Regions from separate parts of the Mus musculus genome. Here regions 2, 3 and 4 are each linked to region 1. A link is a contact called in public ChIA-PET data. All regions are on one chromosome and are shown on one strand. Each heading gives the region's core, a stretch centred on a gene start, on an enhancer-like site or on the middle of the called end of the contact. The rest is flanking DNA. Distances are from core to core; before and after follow the strand shown. Region 1 has its middle 4.0 kb from the start of Gm30193. Region 2 has its middle 20 kb from the start of Gm29916. Region 3 holds the start of Glipr1 (GLI pathogenesis-related 1 (glioma)). Region 4 holds the start of Bbs10 (Bardet-Biedl syndrome 10 (human)).

What was found. ChIA-PET counts read pairs in DNA pulled down with a chosen protein or histone mark.
Region 2: an RNA polymerase II ChIA-PET map of memory CD8 T cells shows a contact between it and region 1, with 8 read pairs. The contact joins two enhancer-like sites. A contact is called at or near these places in 2 of 115 datasets of contacts at active chromatin or transcription factors (embryonic stem cells and memory CD8 T cells).
Region 3: a contact with region 1 is called in an RNA polymerase II ChIA-PET map of memory CD8 T cells, with 24 read pairs. The contact joins the promoter of Glipr1 here to the enhancer-like site in region 1. A contact is called at or near these places in 5 of 115 datasets of contacts at active chromatin or transcription factors (CD8 T cells, effector CD8 T cells, extraembryonic endoderm stem cells and 2 more).
Region 4: a contact with region 1 is called in an RNA polymerase II ChIA-PET map of memory CD8 T cells, with 5 read pairs. The contact joins the promoter of Bbs10 here to the enhancer-like site in region 1. A contact is called at or near these places in 3 of 484 Hi-C or Micro-C datasets (cortical neurons, dorsal root ganglion neurons and liver) and 5 of 115 datasets of contacts at active chromatin or transcription factors (effector CD8 T cells, embryonic stem cells, memory CD8 T cells and 1 more).

Annotation. Positions count from the first base shown.
Region 1 is chr10:111,574,217-111,581,384 of GRCm38.p6, forward strand. No RefSeq gene overlaps it. Among named protein-coding and RNA genes, the nearest start is that of Gm30193, 4.0 kb to the left of the region's middle. Within about 2 kb of position 4,520, at least 60 of the 459 cell types and tissues checked have an H3K27ac peak or open chromatin away from gene starts, as enhancers often do. A contact at or near this core is called in CD8 T cells, effector CD8 T cells, liver and 1 more, where this site is marked.
Region 2 is chr10:111,099,884-111,107,051 of GRCm38.p6, forward strand. No RefSeq gene overlaps it. Among named protein-coding and RNA genes, the nearest start is that of Gm29916, 20 kb to the left of the region's middle. Within about 2 kb of position 2,553, at least 141 of the 459 cell types and tissues checked have an H3K27ac peak or open chromatin away from gene starts, as enhancers often do. A contact at or near this core is called in memory CD8 T cells, where this site is marked.
Region 3 is chr10:111,992,948-112,000,115 of GRCm38.p6, forward strand. It overlaps Glipr1 (GLI pathogenesis-related 1 (glioma)), which reads right to left and starts at 4,317. Exons shown (of 6, transcript NM_028608.3): 1 at 3,911-4,317; 2 at 494-733. The coding sequence starts at 4,084.
Region 4 is chr10:111,294,023-111,301,190 of GRCm38.p6, forward strand. Bbs10 (Bardet-Biedl syndrome 10 (human)) reads left to right here and starts at 4,657. Exons shown (of 2, transcript NM_027914.1): 1 at 4,657-4,885; 2 at 5,191-7,168. The coding sequence starts at 4,701. The coding sequence ends at 7,147. It overlaps Osbpl8 (oxysterol binding protein-like 8), which reads left to right. Exons shown (of 24, transcript NM_175489.3): 24 at 1-3,225.

The DNA of each region.
Region 1 (7,168 bases), core at 3,270-5,769:
TGTAAGCTTCCTGCATAGCAAGCAATGCTGAGCAAGACCTAGCAGGAAGCTGGAGGCAAGGGAAGGAACCCTTAAGGCCAGAGCTCTATATGCAAATGAAGAAAAGCTGTCAGCCCTATAAAAGACTGGCAGTGCATTCTTCCTGTGCTTCCTCATCCCGCCTTCCCTCTATCCTGGTTGTTTCTCCCCCTTCCCCTTTGACAGGCAAGATCTCTTGCAGCCCACGTTGGCTTCAGACTCCTTGGGTAGTTGGGGATGTCCTTGAACTTTTGACCCTCCGGTTTCTATCTGCTGAGTGCTGTAGATGACAGGCCCGGGCCAGCACTGCTGATTTTATGCAGTTTTGTTGTTCAAACCACACTCTTGAGCATATGAGGGAAAAACTATCAACTGTGGTCTATCTCCAGCACTAACGTTTTCTTTTTATTTGAGTAAAGGCTCTTTGGACAAACTTAACAAGAGACCGCCAGTTTCAAGTCACCTCTCCCGCAGTCCTCTTAGCTGACCTAGAGAAGACACCTAGGCTCCCTGTGCTGAAATCTCTGTACAGGGGCTGTTTGTATGGGGCTTTTGGGAGGGCAACGTAGAGGTGGCTATATGTATGATTAGTACCCTAAATTGGTTTTGCTCAGGAATGTGCTCACTTCAAATGTGATAACTCTTAGATGAAAAGCGGTGTATTCCTGGACAGATCACACTAAGCCCGCCCAGTTCTCACAGGGGAGGTATTTATTGAAAGAGGAAGGAAATAAGTGAGGGCGGGTGAGAGCAAGCTATGGGTCAGGGTTCGTGTCTTTTATCAAGGCCTTGACCTAGGTCACACAGGTGATACAGGTAATGCGTACACAGGGGGTATGCGATGGTTGCCATGGCAACAGTCACGGGAGGGTCTTGTCACCTAGGATGTAAACAGCTTCTGTCTGTCTGTGGATGGTTCTGATGCTAACAATGATGGATCCTTCTATCTATTAGCGTGTATGTATTTCCCCAGTGGAAGCTCCTTCGTTCATTGTTCAAGAAACTGCAAGCTGGATATAGTGGCACACAGTGGTATTTGCAGTTTTGGGGAGGCTGACTCTTTAGGATCTTGAGTTCAAGTACAGCCTCAGTGACATAACGAGGTCCTGTCTGAATACATGGGATGAGGGAATGTGTCAGAGGGGAATCAAGCCCAGTGCTCTCCCTCCTTGCTGCAAGTGGCAAACCTGGTTTCACTCCCTTAAACCTTGGTGATGCAAACGCCCATCCCTTGGACATAAGGTCATCTATAGTGTGGAAGGGTGGATGCAGCGGGACTGTGGAGGCTCCCAGGGGAAAGCGAAGGCTTCCGTTTCTGCTTGCTTACTTTTCCCCTCCCCCATGTCACTCTACACATTGAATCTTTAGCTCCTGAAAAGTCAATCAAGCCTTGTGAGTGGGTGTGGGGTCCTGGCAAAATGTCCAAAAGATATTGGGAGGAAGAACTGGAGGCACGAGCGTGTGTGTGTGTGTGTGTGTGTGTGTGTGTGTGTACTGGCACACTGATCCCCAAATAGTACTGTATTGTTGAGTCTGAAAGGTCAAGTCCCTGGGCGAAGCCCTCCTCTGTAGACGAGCCTTTGGCTTGTTGTTTCTTCCATTTCCTGGTCTCTGGAAATCACCTTTCTCCAAAGGTTTCTAGTTCTTGTTTCTCCAGCAGTGCGGTTCAGGTTCCGTAGGAAGATACAAACCTGCCCTGAGGTTCTTGCTATAGCTCACACCAACCGTACCTGAAACTTCCTTCCAATCTCTAGCTCTTGACCTGCCTGTGGATCTCCATGCCGTTCTCCCGCTGAGAAAGGGCAAGGCTGTCCTGTCAGAGGCAGAGCCTCGCTTGCTGGCTATCTTTAGGCAGGCTGGGGAGGAAGGTATGTGCTGTGTAATGATTATGGGTTTAATTCTTGCTTTAGAGAGGAAATGACTCACCCTGTAGATAAACTGGACTTGAAAGAATGTCTGGCTTATGCAAAGCCCTTATTTACATACCAGCCTCTCATTCACAAGGAAATTGTTACTCAAGGACTTTGACTCTGGACGCCTTCCCTTTTATTCCAGGTCTTTGATAAACCTTGGCCTAACAGATCCCTGGGAGGAATTTCTGTAACAGAGGCCTCTCATATCCCAGCTTCCTCTCCCCTCTGAACATCGACGTTGTGTGACTAATAATGGAGATACCCACCCACCCACCCACCCATTTCTAACTCCTCATGTCTCAGAGCCTCTGCCAGTGTGGCTGTACCTACAGCTTCCAGGCGTGTCAGGGTGGGGCTGGTTCACACAATCTGGTTTCCCTTACAGGGTGTAGTAAAGCGTTATTGAGCCAAAGTTAGATGAAGGTGACCCAGTGTCAACCAGCCCTGGCTACTTTTCTTATCAGCAATATGGTCTCTATGTTAGCTTCTTAGCTGCTACCTGACCTACCACGGATCAAGAGACCAGCACCTTGACCTGGACGCCCTTGTCTGCCCATTAATTTGAGCGAAAGAATTCAGCAGCAGGTGTCGCCGAAGCTATCTCTTCTCCAAGTCCCACCCCCCTAAGGAAGAAAGCTATTCCCACTAGACCCTCCCTGAGCTTCCATTAACACAAATCACTGGAAGAGAGGCCGTCTGTCAACACACCTGCATAGACTCTGACACACACAGTCCTCTTCTATTTTTAGTCTTGCTCAATATGCCAAAGAGATTTATACTTCCCTGCTAGTAGGCAGGCCCAGTCTCATTTCAACACGTTCCTACAAACCCCCTAACGTCCCCCAAAATCATTTACTGTTCATTGAAAAAGTGTCCACAGTTTCTGTTCTTCCCCAATAGAACAGAGGTATCATTTTGGAGTTTCTACGTCCTATTGGGCCAGGGGTTAATTGTATTACATGTGTGTCTTCTCTCTAGCTAATTGGTCTTTGCCAGTGTATTCCAGCCAATCCTTGAATGGCAGAGGGGAAATTCCCTTCACTATTCCATATGTAAATGGGAATCTCAGAGCTCTAGGATGGTGACAAGAAAAATTAGGCAATGTAAAGGGTGTGAGGTATTCGCCAGAGAAGATTGCTCAGACTTCAGTTTGAGCCAATAGAAAGTTTTAGTTGGTCTGTGTCTACACGGGGTATTCCAGATCTCAGGGTAGCAGTGAGCCTTCTTGGGGTGAGATTTTAAGCACAAAATCCATCATTTCCTGGGTTGACATATTTCAGTAATAAGAACAGTTAGATAAAAATGGAACTACAGAAACAAAAAAAGCAAGGTTAGTTCATTTAGAGACATTCCCAGAACTATAGACTTTGGTGGACTGGGTCTTTATTTTCATTTTTGGCAGGAGGTGGTGTCTACATGCTGAGTTTTAGGGCCTGAATAGTACTTCTATCATGGAGTCAGTTATGCTAAGGTCTGGGAGGTTTACTAAGGCTTAAAGCCCTTTCCAGTGATAAACTCTCTTGATATCGGAGATGATCGTTAATTAAATGTTTACTCGTGTTGTAAGTTAGTCTGTTTTCTTTGTTTTTTAGGGTTCCCTTTCCGGCCTTTCTAAATTTGTTTCTTCAACTTAAATTTTTGTCCCCGATAACTTTTTAAGTTGAAAAACTCATGTAGGTAGATAGGGTATACCGTTTGCTTAATGGTGGACGATTTGTCAAATAAACAAAACAACAAAGAACAACAACAACAACGATATCTGTCCCAGCTAGAGGATCCCACTCCATGCTCCAAAATTCAGTTTTGCTCTAGAGACTTCTGAGCAGCCAATGTGCGTGAGTGTGTGCCTGCCTGTGTGTGTTCATGTGCACATGTGTGTGTGTGTGTGTGTGTGTGAGATGTTTGTGGGTACTCATGGAGTCTAGAGGTATTGCATCCCCAGTAGCTGTAGTTACAGGCAGCTCAGCCACCTGACATGTGAGCTGGGAATTGAACCAAGCTCCTCTGGAAGAGCAATGCACACTCCTAACTGCTGAGCCATCATGTATTCAACCTCCATGCCTTTCTTGATTCCTTTTGATGTCTTGGGTAACGATTACCAGCAGGCAACTCTGGCAACCGACGGCTCTACCTGACCTTGCCATCATGTAGAATTGAAGTCTTCGGCTCCAGAGAAGGGCTTGCCAACCCCAGCTTCTCATCCTCACGGATGTGGGTTTTTTTGTTTTTTTTGTTTTTAGTTTTTTTCTGAGACAGGGTTTCTCTGTGTAGCCCTGGCTGTCCTGGAACTCACTCTGTAGACCAGGCTGGCCTTGAACTCAGAAATCCGCCTGCCTCTGCCTCCCAAATGCTGGGATTAAAGGCGTGCACCACCATCGTCTGGCTCCTTACAGATTTCTTGTTCTTACTTTTTTGGTCATGTATTTCCTCTGAGACTTCATTTCCTTTTCCCCATGTCTATCATCAACTTCCGTGGTTCCCCTGACCCCGACTTTTCTGTCTTGTGTAGGCAGGGACATGATCTACAGGTTCAGTTTTTCTCCAGTTAACACCCTGAGCCCTTTCACCTCCTCTGTCATATCCTTCCAGAGTCTCCTGTTTCCTCCAGTGTGACTTTTACACTGCCACATCAAAGCTTCTCTCCGAGTGCTGCTAGATAAAAGGTCATTCGACTTTGTCACTGCAACTTTAATGTCTTTGATGTTTGCTAGACTTTCAGTTCTACCTAGCTTTATGTGTTTTTCAATATAAGGCTTTTTCGTTTTCTACCATCACCTTTTTTTTTTTTTTTTTGGAGGGGGGGGGATTTAATTTTTTAATTTTTAGTTTAATTTTATTTACTCTAGTATGGAAAAATTCCAATACACACAAAACCACAGGGAATAGATTCATAAACTTCCTGTCTAACCCTTAGTTTATGTCCAATCTTGTTTCATCTACAGTTTCTGCTTCACACCAATTATTGTAAATGGACCCAGTATATTATATTATTTTTATCTATAAAGGTTATATGCCACCTGAATGATGATGATTCTTCAAAGTCAACCACGATAGCATTATATGAGCAAAAAGTTGATAATCATCTCCCATTACCATCAGCTTACCTACTCCCCTGATTGCCTTTTGGCTTTTTGGGTTGAATCAGATTCATGCATTGTGATTGACTAAGACTGCTAGTAAACTTCTCTGCCGGTAAATATCCCCCATCTCAGTATGGCCAGCTTCTCTGAATCCTATCAGAGAATCAGGATTTGGGGGAGGAGTCCTGTGTCAATCTGCACTCTTGTCTTTAAAGCTATTAGTGTCTGTAACCATCACCCCCTCCCCCCAAACCCCTTCTACCTGCTGGTCTCCTAGCAACACTGTGTCTTCTCCCTCCTAAGGTAATTCAACAGCCCCTCCTTGGTTGCCTCCTCAGTGAATGCTCTCCTGTTTTCAGCCTTTTCCCAGTGTCCTTAGCTTCTCTCTGACTGTTTTCAGCTCAGTATATAAACATGTTCAAGGCTCTGTCAACTGTAAAAACAAACCAACCAGCCAAATAACACATACCGACTCCCAAAGTTCTTTCAGGCCAGTGTTTTGCTTTCGTCTCTCCTGTTCCTTTCAAAGGTTTAGCTTCTGAAAACTTCTCTACATTCACCCCCCTTCCCCACTCCTAACCCACTTCTGGCTTCAGTTTCTATCACTCCTCAGATAGTGTTTTGTTTCCTAAAGTCAACCCACCCCCCCCCAGCTAAATGCCAAGGCTGTTGTTGAAGTCTTAATCTCACTTCCTATCTTCCTGGTTCGAGATGGTGATGAAGCCCAGAGCTAGGAGGCAGGAGGCAAGAGGTGAGCCCTCTGCCACTCTAACACCTTTTCAGGGCTCCTGCTTCTTTGGGACAATCTCCAGCTTTCAAAAGTTGGTCTTTTCTGGTGTTCCATCTTTCTTTTTGGTTGGAACGTCACTTTTTTTTAATCCTTAAATTTATTTTTTTTAAATATTTTATTATTTTATGTGTACGGGTGTTTGAATGGATGCATGGTAATGCCTAATGCTCTCAGAAGCCAGAAGCCAGTGCTGGGCTCCCTGGGGCTGGAATCACAGACCACCAGGAGCTGCCATGTAGGTGGTGGGGATCAAACGCAGGTCTTTCTTAAAGAGGAGCAAAAGGGCCAACATTGAGTTTCCCTCCAGTCTTTGCTTTCATATCTAAATACTATGCGAGTTCTATCGGCCTTCCCTGGATGACCTCATCTATCTCCACCAGCCTCTATCTCTGAAATCTCTCTTCTGAGATCCCGGCCAGTGTTAACTGAATTCCTACCAGACAGGCACTTTGCTCTTTAGGTAGTGCACTTGATGGCTATCTCTGCGTGTAAACTTCCCGTGCCTTCGGCATCTCCTGTCTCTGCGACCAGATGAAGCTTACTTGCTTCGTTCCTTTTTTCCCCTGGTCTCCTTCCCCTCACATCTAACGAATCACCAAGGGATACTAATCTTACTACCCCAAGCTTGTTAAGTGTTTTACATGGGGTAAATGCTTGTTAGGACAGAGCAAAACAGTGCAGAGGTTCCTCCATCTTGTATTCTTTCTGAGGTCATCTGAGGTTTAACTAGAATCTTATCTCTTTGATGGAGAATCCCATGAAAAACTACCCAACTCTATTCTAGGAATCAAAGGTCAGGGCATTCTAGCTAATTTATCTTAGCCTTTGTTAAAATTGGTTGTTTGTACGGAACCTCCTCTAGCTAACCATTTATCTTGGCTGCCCGTTTGTGCTGTGACCTCCCCACCCCCTTTGGCTGGCTGGCTAACCACTTATCTTAGCTTCTGCTAAAACTGTTTGCTTCCAACTGCTTAATCTACAAAACATCCCATACCCCCACCTCCATGCGATGGCTATATGAAGTGTCTGCCTTTAAAAAACCCTGTGTTCTGGAGACTTGAGGTCACAACCGGGTCCCCCCCAAATTCTTGGGTGTGGTCCGAGCCACTGGAATAAAGACTTTGAATTGGCTAAACTTTGTGTCTGAGTGGTCATCTCTGGCAAGCTCCCTGTCACACTGCCATAGCCACGAGGGTCATTCTGCCACCGGTCTAGTGCGCACTGATTCCTTCCCCACTCCCGAGCACAGGGCCATGTCACTGTAACCTGTAGTCCTTGCATAGCTCTGTTCCTCCAGGATTACAAAGGAACTTGGTACCAACGGGTAAAGCCGTGTTGGTAAGGGTCACTGCCCTTCCAGGCCCTTC
Region 2 (7,168 bases), core at 1,303-3,802, 480 kb before region 1:
TCTGCATCCACATCCCTTCATTTCCTGCTATGTGCACCTGGTGGTCATTGTGTAGAGTTAAAATGACTGACATTTGTTGACTGTGTTCAGTACTGATGCATTTCCATGCCTGTAGGCATCGATAAAGTACAAATTATTTTTATATTCGTTCTTAGGAAGGAATCCAAAGCACAGGAAGGTTCCGATCAGTGTTTAGCTGAGCCTAAAGTGTCCATCAGTTCAAGCAACAATCGACTTAGGAAGGCAAATAAGACATATTCAAATATAAACAAGCAGTTGAGTTGCCTGGTTTTCAACAAAAGGCAGTTGGGATTTGATTGGCATTTATTTCCTCCCTTTGTTTGGTTTGACATCGAAGCTGCTCTAGTGCCACCTGCTGGCCAGGATGGGGAACTATCTGACTTTCCCTGTAATTGTATTTATTCCAGCAAGATTCTTCTATATATACTGGTCATGTAACTGCAGTTTTTAAATGTCTGGCCTATGGCCCCCCCAAATAAACACTTGACGTGTATTATTTATATCTGGATAGATAGATGGCCATAATATTGATCTAAGGTAGAGCACTCCAATTTATAGTCCAATTTTTGTATATTTCCAGACACCTCAAGATAAGCATCACAATATAGAAGTACATGTGTCATGAATACATGTTTCACAAATCCTGGTATCACTATCATTTTGCATAGGATAAAAGGGAATTATTAGTGATTTTCAGAAAGCTGTGACTTCAGCATACCTTAAGCTTTGATTGTGCAATTCTTACAAAGTGGTTTGTAAGTGTGATTTTATTTTAAGATATCTTATATTATGTCTTAAAATAGGGTGTAACATCTTCACAGGGCTTTGGGGGGACTATAGTCAATGAACTGCAAAAAAAAGTGGTTCGATTATTTAAATTACAACCCTGAGGTGAACTGAATTCCTTTTCGTGTGTGCACAAATCTGCATGGCAAAGCACTGACATTTTAGGCCCGGGCATGCGTGCTTGAATGCAGCTCCCCTTCAGAGTGAGTAGAAAATGGCCGGCCCTTTCATGTACCAAAGGAAGGGTTTGCACTCTGCCCCCAACACGATTTCTACCACAGAATAAAGCCAGTACCAGAAATACAGAGGCAGGAGGGGGAGAGAATTTATTGGAAATGGAAGTTACCAACACAGAGAACAGCAAGCAACATTTAATCTAACACTGCTGGGTCTCGCTAAGGGATACATTAAAAAAAAAAATAGGCAAGTTGCTTATAGAAAGAGAACCCCTGAAGGAGAGGGGTAATGCAGAACTACACAAATTACATAGAACAACCTTCTCCCTCTTTCCCTTCTCCCCTCCTTCCTTTTTCTCTCCCCCTCCTTTCTCTTTCTCTCCTTCCTCTTCCCCTTCCCCCCTTTTTTCTCCTCTTTCTCCTCCTATTCTTCTCACTCCTCCCCTCCTCCCTCTCCTCCTCCTTTGCCTCCCACCTGCTCTCCTTCCTCCTCCTCCTTCTCCTCCCCCTTTTCCTCTCCTTCTCTTTTGCTCTCCCAAACTTTATTAATGGAAAAAACAGTGTTGGCCAAGCTATGAAGCACAATCAGTTTTCTGGAATCCCACTTGCAAACACCTGACACTTGGTTTCCAAATGCTCACACAGGAAGCGCACAAGGTTCCGGGTTGGGCTAAACAGGTAAGAAGTTGCAATCCTGATGCTCGCGTGTTCCGGCTTTGCCCAGTCTGTAATCTGTCCTTGAATAGTAATCTTTGCCCAGTAGCTACTATGCCCTCACTCGTTTTGTCTGTTAGCTTGCTGAACTCTTCTTCCCTATGTAGAATTTGAGCCGCCTGGCCAAGAACTGCATTTCTTATGTCAAAACTAGGAATTTGTTTAAAGCAACAGCATGCTCTCTTTTGTATGAGTTGCCTTAGCAGCTATGGCTTGTACTACAGTCTCCTAAAGGAACTGTGGGTTGTCTTAAGCATTCCCAAGCAGCCATGATGAGTTTGAATCTGAAGGAGGCCAGCCACAGCCATTAAATTAACCCTAACGCTGGAATTATTTACATCCATGTTGACCAATGTCCATCTTGAGTTGCAGTTTAAGTAATTTTTGACTTATCAGATTCTAACAATATGTAAAGTTTGAGGTGTCTGTGAGCAGGGCCTCTCTTCTGCTCTGTGAGCTCACCTTGGGGAACTAGGGTCTCAGATAACTCAGAAAACCACAGCGGTTGGAGCCAGTGGCTTTCAGGTTCTCTTCTCACGAACTGGAAGAATGAATTCCATGACTCACAGAGGGTGAGTTTTAGTAAGAACGGTTCTATTGCAGAAAACTCAAAAAGGAAAAAGTCAGGGTCCCCATGCCACTGGGTTCCCAGAAAGTGGGATTCCAGTGAGTCTCCCAATGAGACCTCACTGGATGGAGGCCTGGAGCTGGGGTGAGCCGATCAAGCCCGCTCCCATTCCTGGTCTCAGCCCTGACATCATATTTGGTTTCTGGGAAAAGGGTTCCTTTAGGCCAAGGGAGATAAGGCAAAACTGCTTCTATTTCCTGGCACCCGTGGCCTCTGGCCAGGACAGAACCGAAAGCACTTAGGCTTAAATATCTCTGGCATCTTTGGCCTCCAGCGAGGAGGATGCAGCTGGTGGGACCCAGAGTATTTCCTGCTTTAGCAGAGGGGAATCTGTGCGTGTTTGGAGCCGATTAATCCTGCATTGATGCGGTAGTTTCCATGTGTGGTTCTTGTTACCAAGTTTGTTTTCCAACAGTGTTTCTTTATCCAAGACTAAGCGTAAAACCAAGCCACCAATCAGCAGCTTCTTGCGCATTCCGAATCTTGAAAGGAAAGCGAACGCCTCCGAGACACTTTTCAAAGAACTTGGACCAGTCACTGCTGTGGATGTTTCTTAAATCACCTATGCCTTCAATCTTATGAGCGTCAGACTTTCTGGTCTTCAAGACAGACAATCAAGTTTCTAAATTCTGTTTCATCTTTGCAGGTGAAGCAGACAGGATTCTGGCAGCGGAATCAAAAGCTTGCTTCATTCAGAACGTGCCCCCCCCCGCCCCCCCCCCGCCCCCCCGTCTCTCAGGTTGCTGCCCCGCCCCCAGCCCCACCCAGGTGTAGTAGCCGCAAGCTGAGGGATAATATAGATAATATTGATTCTCTGATCCTTTATAGTCGTGCTTTTGTTTTGATCCATGAACTGACCGGATGTAGACTGGCCCCCTCCGCTCCTCATACTCAAATCCATGTAAGAAAGGGGAGGCTTGTAGGTGTCAGAAATGGAAAGACTCAAATTCAGAGTAGCGAGTGAGTAGTGCCAAAGCTGGGGGTGTCACGGTCACAGAGCACCCAGGATTGGCTATTGTCAAGCGGCATGGCGTGAGTCATCAGACTTCACGTCCGTCCGTCCGACCGTGAGGCAGCAACCGCAGAGAATAAGCAGCTGACTTAGCTAAGAGAAGTGCTCCGTTAGCTTCCTGAACATGAGCAAGAAGTCTGTGCTGGTCAGTATTGCGTTAGCTTGACACAGCTAGGGCAATCTGGGAAGAGAGAAAAATGCCTCCATCTGATTGGCCGGTGAGCAAGTCTGTGGGGGAGCATTCTCTTCACCAATGATCCATGTGGAATAGTCCAGACCACTCCTGGGTTGATAGTTCTGGGATGAATAAAAATAAATAAATAAGCTCAGCAACCAGGAGCAAGTTTCTAAACTGCGTTCCTCCATTACCTCTGAGTCCTGCCTGGATTTCCCTTCCTGGTGGATTATAACTTGGGTTAACCCTTTCCTCTCCCAGGTTACTCTTGGCCGTGATATTTATCACAGCAATAGAGAGCAAACGAGGAGCCTCTGGTGGGAGCCTCGGGTTTGAGAGTTCAGTCCATGCTCAGCTTGGTCTGTTGTTTTTAAGTCCGTGACAAGGCAAAAGCATCATGGGAGAAAGCTGTGACAGAAGAAAATGGTCCCCATTATGGCTGCACAATGTGAAGGAGTCTAGAACATTCTTTTAGGAGTAATTAACTCTATTTTCTTATTTTTATAGTTATCTTATTTATATAGTAATACAAAGCAAAGTTGCATGCAGAATTCATTCAGATCATTTAATAGCTTCAGTTTTAGTCCTTTTATATGCGTTTGGAGATTTATGTAAAGAGAAGTTATTAATATGTGGTCAGAGCAATTACTGTACTCCAGGAGGGCTGTGAAACACACATGCAGACAGACAGACAGACAGACAGACACACACACACACACACACACACACACACACTCAAGAAATAGAGTTTTCCTCAAGCTGCAGAACAAGAAGACACTAAACAGTTGATCCTTAGAGTTGGATGGATTCTGGTACAAAACATTTCTCGAGCAGCTGGAGAGATGGCTCAGTGGTTAAGAGCATTGACTGCTTTTCCAGAGGTCCTGAGTTCAATTCCCAGCAACCACATGGTGGCTCACAACCACCTGTAGTGGGATCCGATGCCCTCTTCTGGTGTGTCTGAAGACAGCTACAGTGTACTCATATACATAAAATAAAACTTTAAAGACAAACAAACAAAAATGTTTCTTGAAGGGGAGGAAAAGTAGCAGTTTGGACCGTCCATTCTTCTCTTTCTTCTTCCTCCGCCCTGGCTGCTGGCTGTGATGTTAGTGTTGCCTCTCTATACTTTCTTAACACCAATTCTGCCTTTATTTCTTTTTTATTTTTTACTTTTTCTTTCCTTTTCTCTTCTTTCTTTTTCTCTCTCTTTCTTCCTTTCTTCCTTCCTTCCTTCCTCCCTCCCTTCCTTTTCTTTCTCCCTCTCTTTCTTTCTCCCTCTCTTTCTTTCTCCCTCTCTTTCTCCCTCTCTTTCTTTCTCCCTCTCTTTCTTTCTCCCTCTCTTTCTTTCTCCCTCTCTTTCTCCCTCTCTTTCTTTCTCCCTCTCTTTCTTTCTCCCTCTCTTTCTTTCTCCCTCTCTTTCTTTCTCCCTCTCTTTCTTTCTCCCTCTCTTTCTTTCTTTCTTTCTTTCTTTCTTTCTTTCTTTCTTTCTTCCTTTCTTTCTTTCTCTTTATTTCTCTGTATAGCCCTGGCTGACCTGGAACTCTATCGGTAGACCAGGCTGGCCTCCATTTCATAGCGATCTATCTGCTTACCTGTCTCTGGAATGCTGGGGCTCAAGACTTTTGCCACCATGTTGGGCGAGTGCCACCTTCCTATGAGTGGGAGTGGGAGTGAAGAGTTCTGTGGAGGCCTCATGAGAGGCAGTGAAAAGTTTAAAGCTGACTGTGTGGGTTGCATCTCCTTCCTGTGTGCATACTGAACACCTTTCGGAAGGTTCTGTGGGGATTGTCTGTCATCTGTTTTCAGTTATCACCACATGAAGCCAAGGCGCGGAAAGTGATCTCCCTCCATTTCACAGGGAAACATTTCTACATCTCTTGCCTTGGCTATTCTGCACGTTCCAACAACCGCATGACCGTCATGCAAGATGGACCCCAGTTCAGAGTCTACCTTTCCCTGACTTTCTTAATCAGTTGCAAGTTCTCACCAGGTGTTGTTTTTTACTGTCCAATGTCCAAGGCTCAAAACGACCTTCTGGGGCCCTAGGATGTTCTCAGAAGCTTCTAGAAGCAGTAGATAGTGCTCCTGACCCGGAAGTCTTACACCAAGCTGGGTCGGGACCCTCATGCCAGGGCTTCACTTTCTGGGCCACTCATCTTCTCTGTGGCAAGGAACAGCATGACATGGCGGCACTCTGGTCCTGGGAGGAGGTGTGCATAGCAGGGGGTGGATGAGGACTTGGAGGTCACCCTCAAATACATAGGGAATTTGACAGCAGCCTGAGTTAGAAAACCTTCTCCCAGGGCTGGAGGAGGCTGGAACAGCTGTCTTTTCGGCCACTTTTATCTGCACGTTAGCAGAAGATCCTCCTCTAGGCAAGGGTGGGCTGGTCCTGCAGTGTGATTTTATCATTACCGTTATTTACACCGTTGAGAATCGAAGCAAGTGTTTTCACACTAGGCAAGTTCTCCACCACTGAGTCATAGCCCCAGTCCCTACACTACAGGGTTCTGTTTGGTTTGAAAGATAGGGTTTTCTGGTTGGCTCAGCAGTTAAGAGCACTGACTACTCTTCTAGAGGACCTGAGTTCAATTCCCAGCACCCACATGGTGGCTCACAACCATCTATAATGAGATCTGATGCCCTCTTCTGGTGTGGCTGAGGACAGCTATAGTGTACTCATACACACAAAACAAACAAATAATTCTTTAAAAAAAAAAAAAAAAAAGGACAGGGTTTTCTAACTCAGACTGGCCTCAAAGTCACTGTATGCTTGTGGGTGACCTTGAAGTCCTGGTCCTCTGACTGCCACCTCCCAAGTGCTGGGATTGTGTCTCCACTCTCAGGTTATATACTGCTGGGGTGCAACCCAGGGCCTTACGCATTGCTAAGCAAGTGCTCTACCAGCTGAGCTACGTGCCCAGCCCCCTACCTATCACACATTTCCAATTGGTTGGGTTTTTTTTTCTTTTTGTTTTTGTTTTTGTTTTTGTTTTTGTTTTTTTCAAGACAGGGTTTCTCTGTGTAGCCCTGGCTGTCCTGGAGCTCACTCTGTAGACCAGGCTGGCCTCGAACTCAGAAATTCACCTGCCTCCCGAGTGCTGGGATTAAAGGAGACAGAATCTAGCTTTGTAGCCCTGGCTGGCCTGGGACTTACTATGTACACCAGGCTGGCCCTGAGTCTGGAACTTCGCAGTGAATGCCAACAGAATAGACTCCAACAGAGCTTCTCTAGTTTAGTCCAAGGTCCAAAGAGGGTTTTCACGGGTCAGAGAAAGTAGAGAATTTCTCTCCTCCCTGCCCCCCCCCCACACCCGCCCCTGCAGCACCAACCCTCAAACAATGTTGTGATGGCAAAGTCAGCCAAGCTAGTGACTAAAACTCCAAGGAACTATTTATTATGACACACAGAGGTTGTGGTCCCAGGAGTGCATAGGAATCCTTATTGCTACACACACACACACACACACACACACAATGTGATTTTAGATGAATTATTTGATATCTTTGAGTGTTTTGTTTACCATGTGCACCTCATGTGTGTGACTGATATCTGAGGTGGTCAGTAAGGTACACCCTGGAATTAACCAATAGATGGAGCTGGGTGGTGCTGGCAAGACTTTAATCCCAGCACTCAGGAGGCAGGGCAGGTG
Region 3 (7,168 bases), core at 3,067-5,566, 420 kb after region 1:
AGTAGGCGACCATGTTCTGTCTTCCCTGCAGAAGGGAGAGATCATCATGGAAGATTGGCTATGAATTCCCAAGTCCTGGAAGATGTAACCATGACAACCATTTAGTCAGTGAATACGGCATTTACCTTCCTAAGCTGAAAGCCCCATTCACTTCTTAACCACAAACATGTAAGGGAGGGTCTAACATCCATACATCAACAAACTCAGAGAGACTATGATGTTTCTCTAAAGCCACATAGCTAGGGAGAAGACGCTTCAAGTTCATTCATCAGCCATATTCCAAAGCTTTAAGGAACACAATGTTATCTCATGCCAGTGTCTTGTACTGTCTAGATGGATGGCCATTGCATATAATTTTATCCATGTAACTAGTGTTTCCACGTATATTTTCCTCTTATAATCCTACTAGCTCATTATATATTTGTTCAACACCAAGTCCAGTTCGTTCCATCTTTAAACAGGTGGTTCCAAGAAGCTATAGGGAAGTACTTACCTGAGTATAATGGCCACAGACATGTCTACATTTCCTAGTGCTGAAGTCATAGTGCTTAATTTCTTCATACCAGGCAGAGATGGCTGAGGATACTGAAAAGATGGATAGAGAGCCAAGCCAGATATTCTCTCCCAGGGCGGTGAAATTTGGGTGTATCCGTGAATGCAGCTGTGGGTTGTGTTTAAATTCACAAGATTTTGTCCATGCTTTTGCAATTTGGGCTAGTTTTGGGTCCCAAGACTGAAAAATAATTAAACAATATAGAAGTCAAGAAAGAAATATCTTATTCAAAAACTTAAGACTATTATTAACAAACACAAGGCTGTTTGCCTACTCAACTCAGATCTGGGAACCCCGCTGGCTTACTACTTAAAGGCCAGGTTCCAATTCCTTAGAGAGGAAGAGTCAAAGTGACAAATGAGGTAGACTCCAGAAGCAGCATAGTGCTTCCAAGTCTCTACCTGCTAACTAGAATACTATCATACGTTTCTATTGCTCCAAAGACACATCATGAGGAAAATGCAAGTTGGACAGGAAGTTTAAAATGCAAGTTTATTCAGCTCTCACTTCCACATCTCTGTTCAAAGAAGTCAGGACAGGAATTCAAACTGGGCAGAATCCTGGAGATGGGAGCTGATGCAGATGCCACGGAGAGATGCTTTTTACTAGCTTGCCTCCCATGGCTTGCTCAAGGCACAAGCCTGCTTTCTCATAGAAACCAGGACCACCAGCCCAGGGATGGTAAATAGGTGCCCCCCCAACCCAATCGATCACTAATAGAGAACAACTGCCTTACAGCTGGATTCCATGGAAGCATTTTTGCAACTGAGGCCCCTTCCCTGATGACTCGTATATCTTATGTCAAGTTAACACAAAAGCAGCCAGTACAAAGGAGAAGTGATGAGGTCAAAGAATAAGAATAGGAGAGAAGCAGAAACATCCATGTCTTCGAGTGCTACTGTCTGAATAACCAGAAGCTCTAAGAGATAAACAAGTTCCATGATGTAGCAGGGACAATGAAAATCAGCACGTGATACACGGTAGCTTTTGTATGAAGGAACAGTGAACTGTCCAAAAGAGAAATCTCCAGAATGATTCCATTCTGACAGTTCTCCAACAGTAAAATATGTAGGAAACCATCTTACTAAGGGGATAAAAGACCTCTACACTGAAAACGAGGAAACACCGAAGTCATGCTGGAGATAACGCTAGATCAGCGGCTCTCGACCCGTGGGTTGCAACTCCTCTCTTTAAAAACATCCTTACATTACAACTCAGCAGTAGCAACATTACAGTTAGGAAGTAGCAACAAAAATGCTTTCTGGTTAAGGGTCATGCAACAGGACGAGCTGTGTTCAAGGGTCACAGCACTGGGTTGAGAACCACTGCTGTAAAGGCTGCTGGGAAGGCTGTTCATGCTCATGGCTTTGGGGAGGCATTTTCAAATGCGAGGACCACTGAAAGATGCTTACAGACCTCACTCTGCTTGTAAAGCTTTCTTCTTAAAGCTAGAAAAAAAAATCTGAAAGGACTTCTGGTCAGATATTGGAGTGCTAAAGGAATTATCAATCTGGACTTCAAAACCAGAGGGCTGGTCAAAAGCGACAGAAACGTATTGGCATCGAAACAGACAAGGAGATAATGCAAGAGGATACTAGACCAGTGGTGCTGGAGAAACTGAATATGTATGCACAAAGAAGCACAAAACCAGGTTCATACAGTGTAGAAGAAACAAATCAGAGTGTGTTACAAACCTAAATATGAGACCTGAAACTGCCACAACCAAATGTCTCAATTTTACATCTTTTTTTTTTTTTTAAATTTGTGGCTTTTATTTTTTTTTCTGTTTTGCCCAATTACTTTGGCTAACATTTCAATGTATGAAGCATAGGCAATTTTCTGAACAGGGCTTCAATGGTTCAGGAAATATGTAAGTACTGGCAAGTGAGACTGCACTGATTAGAAACCATGGGCACAGTGAAAATTAACATTACCTGAGGGCATAGCCCAAAGAATGGAAGAAAAAGTGGTCATGATGATGATACATACCTTTAGACACACGTGTCATCGTGAAGGGGTCAGAGTCAGAAAAATAGAAAGAAGCAAAGAAAGAAGGAAAGTAAAAAAAAGAAAAAAAAAAAGGCCGGGCAGTGGTAGTACACGCCTTTAATCCCAGCACTCGGGAGGCAGAGGCAGGCAGATTTCTGAGTTCGAGGCCAGCCTGGTCTACAGAGTGAGTTCCAGGACAGCCAGGGCTATACAGAGAAACCCTGTCTCGAAAAAACCAAAAATAAAAAGGAAGAAAATAGAAAATATATAGCAGCTACTCATGCATCAGCAGATTAATACCTAAAATGTATGAAGAGCTAAAAGCATTAAACCCTAAAAGGTGAGAAATCCAACAACCAACAGATGGGTTGAACACGGTCCTTCAGAGAAGCATAGCTCAACATCCTTAGCCATTAGGGAAATCTGACTGGTAAGTCCCCTGGTATGTGGGTGGAGAAAAAGCCTTACATGCTGCTGATAGGTCTGTAAATTAGCTCAGCCACTATGGAAATCAGTATCACCACAAACTATAAACATAAGACTAGCGTGTGATTCAGCTACGGCATGTTTGGGCTTGTCTCTACAGGGATGGAAGTCAGCACGTCTTGAGTATTTGCATATCCATGTTTTTTTTTTTTTTTTTTTTTTTTTTGTGGCACTACTCACAACCTCCAAGCTATGGATTACACCCAGTGGTTCCCCAAAAGATGAAAGAGTAAGGAAAATAGCTTGTGTACAGATATGTCTATATAGACAAACTGAATGGTATTGTTGAGTCGCCAAGAACAAAATTATGACATTTGCAGGGAAACAGATGGGATTGGAGATCATCACACTAAGTAGCATAAAGCAGACGCAGGCGGAAAAGCATCATGACCTCTTATATGTGAAGTGTAGAGGAAAACAACCGAAGACCACAGAAACGTAGCAGGGGAAAGCGATCAGAGGAAGAGGGCCAAGAGGCCAACGGAATGAGTGTAGCCTAAGCACACTGAATTATCATAATGAAAGACCATTATTTTACACAGCATATATAATGAAAAAAAAAAGAACCCTTAAGACACAAAAAAGAAACCTCACAAATATTAACAGGAAAAACCATGACAACAAAGAAGTCTGTTGCTCATGGCTGCGGAAAGGAAGTGTGCAGAAAGAACTGAATCATGCCAGTGGTATTGCTCAAGACAGTCGGGGAAGGTAACGGTCGACTCTGATTGCAAGCTGAGTTTACTGCACACATTCATTACAAGGAAAAAAAAGAAAGCAAATAAGAAAACCACTCAGGGTTACCCAGAAGTCACACCCAAATTAATGCAGGCAAGCTGCTTCTGATTGACATGGGCGACAAGCCCTTGCTAGTGAACTCACCATGTACAGCATATTCCGGGCTGGTGGACTCACTTTTGACCGAAGCTGGTTGTGAACTTGAACACATTCTTTAATGAAGTCCTCGTTTGTTATATCTGGCAAAGTGCTTGCTGTAAATGAAGAACTAGACACAGACGAAGCCATCCAGACTATCACAGCAAGGATGACCTGCATGGTCTCTCTGGTTGCTGCTGGACCTAGAATCCAGAGCTGCGGGGTTCTGATAGAATGCTCGGTTCTCTCAGTCTGCAGACTGTTTCCCTGTTGGAGCTCGGATTAACCCAGGGTTGTTTATGCTAGACAAGTGCTCTGCCTCTGAGCTCCATCTTCAGCATGCTGGGTTTTTTTTTTATGACCAGCTTTACAAAGCACAGCCTACTTCAGCTTGAGGAGCCTGAGAGCAGAACATGACGTCACGAAACTTACACCGGACTTCTCCATATATGGCTTGCAGCTCATGGGTTTTTTTTTTTTTTCTTCTCTTTTCTTTTCTTTCTCTTTCTCTCTCTCTCTCTCTCTCTCTCTCTCTCTCTCTCTCTCTCTCTCTCTCTCTCTCTCTCTCTCTCTCTCTGGCAAACAAATAACAAAGGTTACTTTAATGAGAGTTGAGTAGAGAATTGTTTTTCTTGTCCAGATTTATAAAACCAAACAAGGTGTGCAAAGCAACATGGTTTGTATTTTATGGTTTCAGAGAAAATGAGACTCTTCACTGTAATTGCACTGAGAATTTTTTTCCTTTCTTTTTTACCTTTTCTATTTTGAAAGGACAACATAAACCCCACTTGTGTCCATTTAAGGGCCAGGCCTGATTTTGAAAAGAAAGCCATAAGGCACCAGCTCCAGGAACAGACCATAAAATCCAGAAACAAGGACATAAAACCACCTCCCAAAGAACAGCCTGGGGACAATCACAAAAATGGGGAAATATCTTATCTCAGAATGGGCTGTCTGGGCTGGGCAGCCCTATCTTATCCTATGGTTAAACATTCATGACACAGGAATGCAGACTGCTGACCACCTGGGACTCCCTAGCACCCAGCAATGAAAATTTAGATTACCTAATCCTTTTGGAGTGTTCCCCTGGTTCCCTATAAGAAGGCCTGTGTGCCTTTGTCTGAGGTCACCATTTCAAAAAATGGCTGACACCCCCCCCCACCCCTTGGTCTTGCCAGTATATGTTCTTTGGTTGGTGGTTCAGTCTCTGAGAGCTCCCAGAGGTCCAGGTTAGTTGACTTTGTTGGCCCTCCTGTGGGGATTCCATCCTCTTCAATCTTTCATCAACTCTTCCAAAAAAGTCCCCTACCTCTTTCCAATGCTTGGCTGTAGATATCTGCATCTGTTTTAGTCAGCTGCTGGGTGGAGCCTCTCACAGGACAGTTATACTAGGCTCCTTTCTACAACCATAACAGAGTACCATTAATAATGTTAGGGATTGGTTCTTGCCAATGGGCTGGGTTTCAAGTTGGGTTGATTATTGGTTGGTCATTCTTTCAGTCTCTGCTCCATCTTTGTTCCTGCATTTCTTTAGACAGGACAAATTTTGGGCCAAAAGTTTTGTGGGTAGGTTAGTGTCTTTATCCCTCTACTAAGGGTTCTGAGGGCTAATATGCAAAATCTATAAAGAACTCAAGAAGTTAGACTCCAGCAAACCAAATAACCCAGTTAAAAACGGGGTACAGAGCTAAACAGAGAATTCTCAACACAGGAAACTCAAATGACCAAAAAAGCACTTAAAGAAATGCCTCAACATCCTTAGTTATGAGAGAAATGCAAATCAAAACAATCCCGAGATTCCCACTTTACACAAACCAGAAGGGCTAAGATAAAAAACTCAAGCGACAGCACATGCTGGCAAGGACTGGAGCAAGGGGAACACTCCTCCACTGCTGGTGGGAGTGCAAATCTATATAACCATTCTGGAAATCAATTTGTTGATTTCTCAGAAAATTGGAAATAGTTTTACCTGAAGACCCAGCTATATTGCTCCTAGGCATAATACATCCAAAAGATGCTCTACAACCCTACAAGGACACGTGCTTCACTATGTTCATAGCAGATTTCTTCTTAATAGACAGAAACTGGAAACAACCCAAATGTCCCTAAACTAAAGAATGGATATAGAAAAAATACTATTTAGCTATTAAAAACACAGACATCATGAATTTTGCAGGCAGATGGATAGAACTAGAAAATATCCCAAGTGAGGTAACCCAGAGCCAAAAGGACATGAATGGTATGTACTCACTGATAAGTGGATATTAGCCATTAAGCACAAAATACCCATGATACATCCACAGCCCCAAAGAAGTTAAACAAGGAAGGCCCAAGGAAGGATGCTTGAATCACACTTAGGAGGTGAAACAAAATAGTCACCGGAAGCAGAGTGAGTGAGGGAAATGGGTGGGAAACCAGAGGGGGAAGGGAATGGGGACAGGCATGGGGAGAGACAGGAGAGAGACCCAGAGGGTCAGAAGAATGAATAGAAATCGGTGGCTGCCCAGGGTAGGGGTGGGGAGAATCTTTCAGAAGTCCCAGAGACTTGAGATGGGGGAGGTTCCCCGTGGTCAATGCTGGTGACATTAGCAGAGATGTCTAAGAGTGGGGACATGGAACCTGAAGAAGCTCATTTTGTTCTTAACTCGGTCTCAGTGCCTCTCGGTGACAGGGTATGTATAAAACACAGATTCTTGTTTGGTGACATCAGGCTTTGACTTGGGAGGTATTCCCAAAGGAATTTCTGCAGTCTTTAGAAATAAGTCCTGTATTAGCCAGGGTTCTCTTAAGAAACAGACATGACAGAATATTTGTATTAAAGGGGATTTATTAGACTGGCTCACAGGAGGGGCCTGAGTGCTGAACCAATGTTGTCTCATGGCAGACAGCAAGGCTGAGAATCTGCTACATTTCTGTCCAACTGGGGACCTGGAGGATTCCTGAAGAGCTGCCCGTCTTCAGTTTATATTGAAATCCGAGGAAGCTGAGTCTGCCACCAACCACTGCATCAGGATAAAAGAACTTACCAGCAAGAGTGAGAGCAAGCAGGAAAAAAAAGGGGGGGGGGAGGTGCAATCTTCTTTTAGGACCTTTGTTGTGGGCTGCCACAAGAAGGTATGGCTCAGATTTAGGGGTGGGTCATCCTACTTGAAATGATCTGTTTAAGAAAATCCCTCAAGGGATTCCAGATGTAGTCAGCTTGACAGCCAACATTACCATCACAACTTTCCACTAAAAGACTTGTAAGTGTTTTTGGAAAGTCTT
Region 4 (7,168 bases), core at 3,407-5,906, 280 kb before region 1:
TTCGGTGTTTTCTTTATGAAAAACTTTTTAGCTTTCATTTAGACACAAGAGTACTCAAGGAGTAAATAGAAGAGAAAAATGTAATATCTTACTTCAAAAGTCAAAAAAGGTGGTAAGAACAGATTGCAGTGGCCTTTAAAACATTAAAATAAAATTGCTTAAATGTGCAATAAGTTGAGCATTGGAGAATGTCAAGTTATGAAGTTTGTCATCTCCTCCCATCATCCTGTGGCAAGCCAGTTCTGTACAAGTCTTTCTGCTCTGCTCAGGCAGATTTGTTCCTAAGAGGTTTTGCCTATTTATTCAGTTTAATAATTGTGTTTTTACATAAATATTTATTATTATCAAAAACACTTCTTTAAAAGGTAGTTAAGTTTTGAAACATCATAAAATGTAGATTGTTCAAACTACAGGTTTTAGAAGGGTTTGTTGAGTGACAACTAAGAAAGAGCTGCTGTTGGCTGCATCGGCCTTCAGCTGAGAAGAGATTGAGCTACAAGGAAAGCTAACTCTGCTGTGAGAGGACAGCTGCAGTGCTCACACTGAAAGCCTCTTCTGATGAATACAGGTGTCCTTATGTTCCTATGAACAGCCTTTTACAGTGTGGTGTTAGCAAAACAATGCTGTATTTCATATGAAAATATTTTAAACTTTTAACAGCATAAGCAAGATGTACCTGTATCCAGTATTTCATTATGGAGTTTTGGGTTATATTTCATATTTGTCAATATATTGTTTGTATTCATATTCTACTACCAATATTATGCTCAACTGCCTATTCATTGATGTGATATTTTGTAAATATTGTACAATTTGATCTTTATATGATTTTAAATTACTATTAATTTATATTATATATAACTTGATTGGTTGATCACGAAAAGTCTTTTCATTGTTAAACCCTGTAATGTAAAATTGTTGGTGACATGCCTTAGAGCTCTTTCTAAATCCTTTGTGTTGTTTGTGATCTGAACAGTGCTTTATTTGTGTTGATATCCACGACTGGAAAGGTAATTGTTGGGTTTTTTTTTTTAATTTCACTTTAGAGCTTATGTTAATGGATCCTTACCCAAGGAGTCAGAAACTAATGAACAGGGTGACTGTTTCTTATACACTAAAAGCTTATGTTCAATCAAATGCTTTTCTGATGCTTTTCGTTGTATGAGTTTCTTTCTGTGAACTGAACACAAAACTCAGGAATTGGAGGATTCATATGTAAGTCCTTTAAACAACATATAATTGAACTTGAGTTTAGCCAGTGTGTGACAGACCTCGAACAATCTGATCTAAGGGTTAACTTTCTTCATAAATGGATTCATAATGTATATGTGACAAACTGTTCCAAACTTGCTGAAAACTCATTGTGATTTCTAGGGTTTCTGACTATGACCAGTTTTGTTTGTTTTGTTTTTCATCTATCCAAAACTTCATTTTCTCACATAAAAATTTAGATAACCACAATTATTGACACAGTTGTTAAATGTCTTTAGTTTTCTGCCATTTAGTGAGATATTGCTGGCTAAGACAAGACAATAACAGGCATGTGTGGTGTTAGTGTGCTGCAGCAATCGATTTAACTTGTAATTCCTACCACTTCTGTCTCTAGTATGACTTGGAAAGCGGCAGTGGTCATCTTTGTCACAGCTCAGTTGACAGCTGCATTCCCTTAAAAAGTTGGCCTTGTGAGATACAATCCTCATTTAATATTTCATGCTTTTGTGCCTTTAAGGAAATATTTTTGTTAGTTTTTTGTTACAGAACCATAATGTGTTCAAAGTGTTTGTAGCTTATTTGTCATAAAAGGGTCATTTGTCTGGGTCACTGTGTTTCCTTTTATCTAGCTGAAGAATATGTAAACAGTAATGCCGTACTTTTATAAGGGTTTGTGTAGTAACTATTTCAAATATATTCATACTCAGACATCAATGAAGTAAACTTGTCAGATGGCTCTGAGTATTGTAGACAGTGCCTTTTTGATGGAATTCACACTGTTTTCGGGTGTCAACTTGTGCCATATTCACAGAATTTTGTGGAAGGCAGTTTTAACTTTTTGAAGAATATCGTCATCAAAATTTTAAAAAACAAATGTATAAAACTTCATCTTTTTTCAGTGTTTAGCATTTCTAGTCAGCAGTAAATAGTCTGGTTTTGCTTTTGTTTTTGTCTTATTTCAGGTATGATGGCATACGTACGCGATGAGCCATACACGAGACTGTAGACTATTACATTAAATATAAATAAAGAACATGTTCGTTTATACAAATTTTCCGATTTGACCCAGTGGGAGAGACCTTTCATAATTCAATAAGTTTACATTTCAATGTCTTTCATATTTGACTACATATAAAGAGATTCTTTAAAATGTATAACCTGCCACCACTGCATAATTTGGTTTCATTTTGTTATGTATTGTGTGGGTTTAGTATATCCAATTTTTGTTACAATTAAAGGACTATTTTGTTACAGTTTTTAATTGAAGATGGACTGTTAACATTGTACAGGACCAGTGTCTTATTAATAAGATTAACATATTTAGTGAGAGCCACAGGAAAACCTTGACAAAAATGAATGTGACTATACTTTATGAAGTATTTCGAAAAATCAGCCTCTTTATTTATCATAAAATTATTTTAATATCATAATATTGATGTTCTTTTTTTTTTGTTTTGTTTTGTTTTTTGTTTTTTTCGAGACAGGGTTTCTCTGTGTAGCCCTGGCTGTCCTGGAACTCATTCTGTAGACCAGGCTGGCCTTGAACTCAGAAATCCGCCTGCCTCTGCCTCCCGAGTGCTGGGATTAAAGGTGTGTGCCACCACACCCGGCTAATATTGATAATCTTTATTTGAAAAAATGTCATGAACCATTTGAATGATGAGCCACAGAACCTCAGTTGAATTTATTTCCACTTTTGGCATGTTAAATATAGATTTAATTTTAAGTACTTCAGTTAATGGGTTTATAAAGTCAAGCACTAGCATTGGTCAGTTTTGTATGATAGGATGTAAGTGTGTTCTCACCTGCAGTGTAAATACAGCACACTGTAGAATTCTCTTAAGGTGCATAGTAAATGTATAGATAGTCACAGGCGGTTTTGTAATGTATACATTTCTAATCTATTATTCCTAACCTGTCATGTTTGCAGAGAGAAAAGAATTTTTCTAATGATCTGTAAAATTATGTTAACTTCTACAAGTAGGTATTCTAAATAAACTTTTTTAAAAGAGCAATCTGTGATCCAGTGACTCTTGATATAATGTATTAATGCATAATGTACTAAATTAATCCTCTTATTTTTTATTGTGTGTGTGAAAAAGATGGGTACAGGCTTGACAGGAATTTTGACAATCTCTAATATATGTTTTACTTGATACTTTATATTCTTTTAAAATAAGTGGAGTTTATACATATTTTATACATTAAAGATGAGGCTCAGCATATCTAAATGACCCCAAAAACTACACAGTAAGAATAAAGGCGGTCTGTCTTTCTCAGGTAAAAGCCTCCTGAATCACGACTACACAGTGCACTTGATTGTACTGTTTAAATGTTTGAAATATCCCACTATTTCAGTCTAAAGATAATGTCCAGTGATGAATGCAACCAAGAAAAAACACTGAAGCAGTATCATTAGACACTGAAATGCTGTTCTCCTCCCGGTCGTTTACTACTGAGTTATTGAGGAAACCTCAGGAAGGCTTTACTCATGATTTTGTCTTCCTTTCACCTCATTCTAACTTGTCCCTCAGAATCCTCTTGCCCGTGTGGGGTAAGGACACTGCTGTCAGTGTTAAACGTCATTGAATATCTATCTACAAGATCACTTTCCTGCTAACATTGACAGCTTTGTTCTGCATTCATTTCTTGTGGGTATGACAGCCTGGGTAATGATCCACCATGAGAATTTTGTGAGTAAATGACAAATACTTGGCTGTACTTCGAGTTAGAAACAGTACAAAAACTAACTTATCCACCTCGGAACTTTAAAGGTTTTTTTGGTTTTGTTTGTTTTGTTTTGTTTTACCAACTTGTTTGTTTTAAATGAGGAAAGCAGAGACAGATGGTCTCTGGCTGAAAGAAGCCCTTTAGCTATGAATCCAGCGCTCGTGCGCTCCCTAAAGCCTTTGTGTTTTACTGGGTGAAACATTTCTGCTTTGGGATGGTATACAGTACAAATGACAAATACAATTGATCATCGATGTGAATAAAAGGCAAACATCTACTTCTGCTCAAGTGGTTTAACTAGGTGGGGTTTCGTCCATACCTGAACACACACAAGGTAGCACACCCCAGCGGAAGCCACGAGCCTAGAAATGGCTATGCCCAAGCTCTCTCCGCCTGCCCTGCATTCTAAAACCGTTTGCTTGAAGGCAAGGAGAGCAAACTACACGGCAGGGGCACTAGAGAAGTAAGCTCGAGATGGGGCGGTAATCACGCCCCCGAGCCCGAGCCCTTCCCTGCAGAGACCTAGCGGTTGCAGTGGCCAGGGAGGCCCGCGGGACGTGAACCAGGAAAGTAAGGACGTCCCAGGACCACTCGAGTCTCCGCCCACCGCTGGCGGGGCTCCACCCCACCGAGGGGCATAGAGCTCTTCCGCCAATCGATGCCAAAGCTACTGCTCTTCCGCCGTTTTCCCCGCCTCTTCCGTTTCCGCCCTTCTGCGGGCCTGACCTAACGGAAGCGTTACCCGTGGTTCCTTACCCATGGCGTCCCAGGGGTCGGTGACGGCGGCTTTGCGGGTGGCCGAGGTGCTGGAGAGCATCGCGAACCGCTGCGTGGGGCCCGAGGGCGGCCAAGTGTTGTGTACGAAGCCCACCGGCGAGGTGCTGCTTAGCAGGGATGGAGGCTGCCTCCTGGAGGCGCTGCACTTAGAGCATCCCTTAGCCAGGTACCTCACTTCTCCTGCCCTCCACTAGGCGCGCATCTCCCTCAATCTCCCATCCCATCCTGAGGCCGTGGACCTGGATAAAACCAGTGTAGACATCAGAGAGCTGCCCAAACTACTAGTCCCGAGCCCCAAACCTCATCACGTGCACAGAACACTTCTTACTCTTTCCCCATCCCTGAATGAAGTAGTTAAAGGAAAAGTAAAGCAAAGCCTATATGTCAAAAGGACAATCTGTGTGCCTTATAGCTATGAAAATGTGGATTTAACCCAGAAAATCTGAGTTATTTTTTTCCCTTCCTATACAGGATGATAGTGGCGTGTGTTTCCAGTCACCTTAAAAAGACAGGAGATGGTGCTAAGACATTTATTATTTTTCTTTGCCATTTACTCAGAGGACTTCATGCAATCGGAGAAAAAGGAAAAGATTCATTCACTTCTGAAAATATTCAGAGCCATGAAAGGCATTGGAAAAACTGTTGTCAGTGGAAATCTATTTCCCAGGCTCTGCAAACGTTTCAGACACAAACCCTAGGTTGTATTGTAGACCGGAGTTTAAGCAGGCACTACCTGTCTGTCTTTTCTTCATCCACTGAAGGAAGAAAACTGTGCAGGCACTCGCTAGAGTTGCTCCTGGAAGCATACTTTTGTGGAAGAGTGGGAAGAAACAATCACAGATTCATTTCACAGTTGATGTGTGACTACGTTTTCAAGTGTATGGCTTGTGAAAGTGGGGTTGAAGTATTTGAGTTGTTGGATCACTGTTTTGCAGAGTTGAATGTTGGCGTGACAGGCCTTCCTGTTTCAGATTCTAGAATCATAGATGGCCTTGTGCTTCCCAGGGACTTTTCTATGTACTGCCCAGCAGATGGTGACATTAGGATGGTGATAGTAACAGAAATCCTCCAGCCTCAGTTTTCATCGGCTGGCTCGGAGTTTGTTCTCAATTCAGAAACACAGTTTCAGGCATCTCAGTGCTGGATCACGGACAGGACAAAAACAGTAATGAACCACTTGCGTGGTCAGAATGTAAAACTGCTCCTGACCAGTGTGAAGCAACCAGACCTGGTTATTTACTGTGCAAGACTTAATAGCATATCAGTGGTGGAGTGTTTATCAGCCGAAGAAGTTTCCCTTGTCCAGAGGATCACTGGTCTTTCTCCTTGTGTCCTACCAGAGGTTGCTTCACAGTGTGAAATTTCTGATAGTACTTTGGTGAAGTTTTGCAAGCCCCTCATCCTTAGATCCAAGAGGTATGTTCATCTCGGCTTGATTAGCACATGTGCATTTATACCTCACTCTATGGTCCTCTGTGGACCGGTTCTGGGTCTTGTTGAACAGCATGAGAGAGCTTTTCACGGAGCATTTAAGATGCTTCGGCAGCTATTTACTGACCTTGATCTAAATTACATCATACAAACCAAACAGCAATGTAACCCAAGTCCTCTTGCTTATGACAATAGCAGAGAGCGTAATCACTCACCAGAAACTGATAAGTATCAGGACATAGTAGCAAAGAGCAAAAATAAATTGGAAACTCAAACACATTTAGAAGTATATTCAGGTTTGGGGGCTTCAGATACAGAATTGAGAGCAGGTAAGCCGTGGTCAGCACACAAGAAGACACCAATAGCTCCATCCCAAACAGATGAAATGCTGAAGTGCTTGCCTCCAGAAAGAAGCGGGATAATTGATAACTGTGACCTGTCAATTGAGAATCATTCCACTGGAAATCCTACAGCAGAAGACACTGGAACAGAAATTTCTTTCGAACACTTACAGGTCTCAGATAATGCCGGAAAGGGTTACACGCTGCCAGTGATGCGCAAGTCACTAGATACCTGTACTTGTCAGGGTTATTGTTCATCCACTGTGCCAGCAGGCTGTGTGCTGCCAGTGGGTGGAAGTTTTGAGATTTTGATGAGTTACTACCTTCTCAGCTATGCCAAACAATGCCGACAATCAGATGAAACTGTCATCAGTATGTTAATAGCTGATGCTCTTCTAGGCATCCCTAAAATCCTTTATAAGCCTAAGAAGGGAAAGGACAGTTTCCCACACATATACATGCGGTCTCTCCATGCACTGCAAGCCAGTCAACCCATGGTAAGTGGTCAATCAGGGTTCGAGTCAGTAGCTGGTAAGTACCAATTACTAACTTCAGTTCTTCAGTGTTTGATGAAAATATTAACCATTGATTTAATAATCAACATCAAGAGGCAACCTCAGAAAACTGCTGACCAAGAATCAGAAGACGAATTTTAACACTCAGTTTTCTGTTGCTCG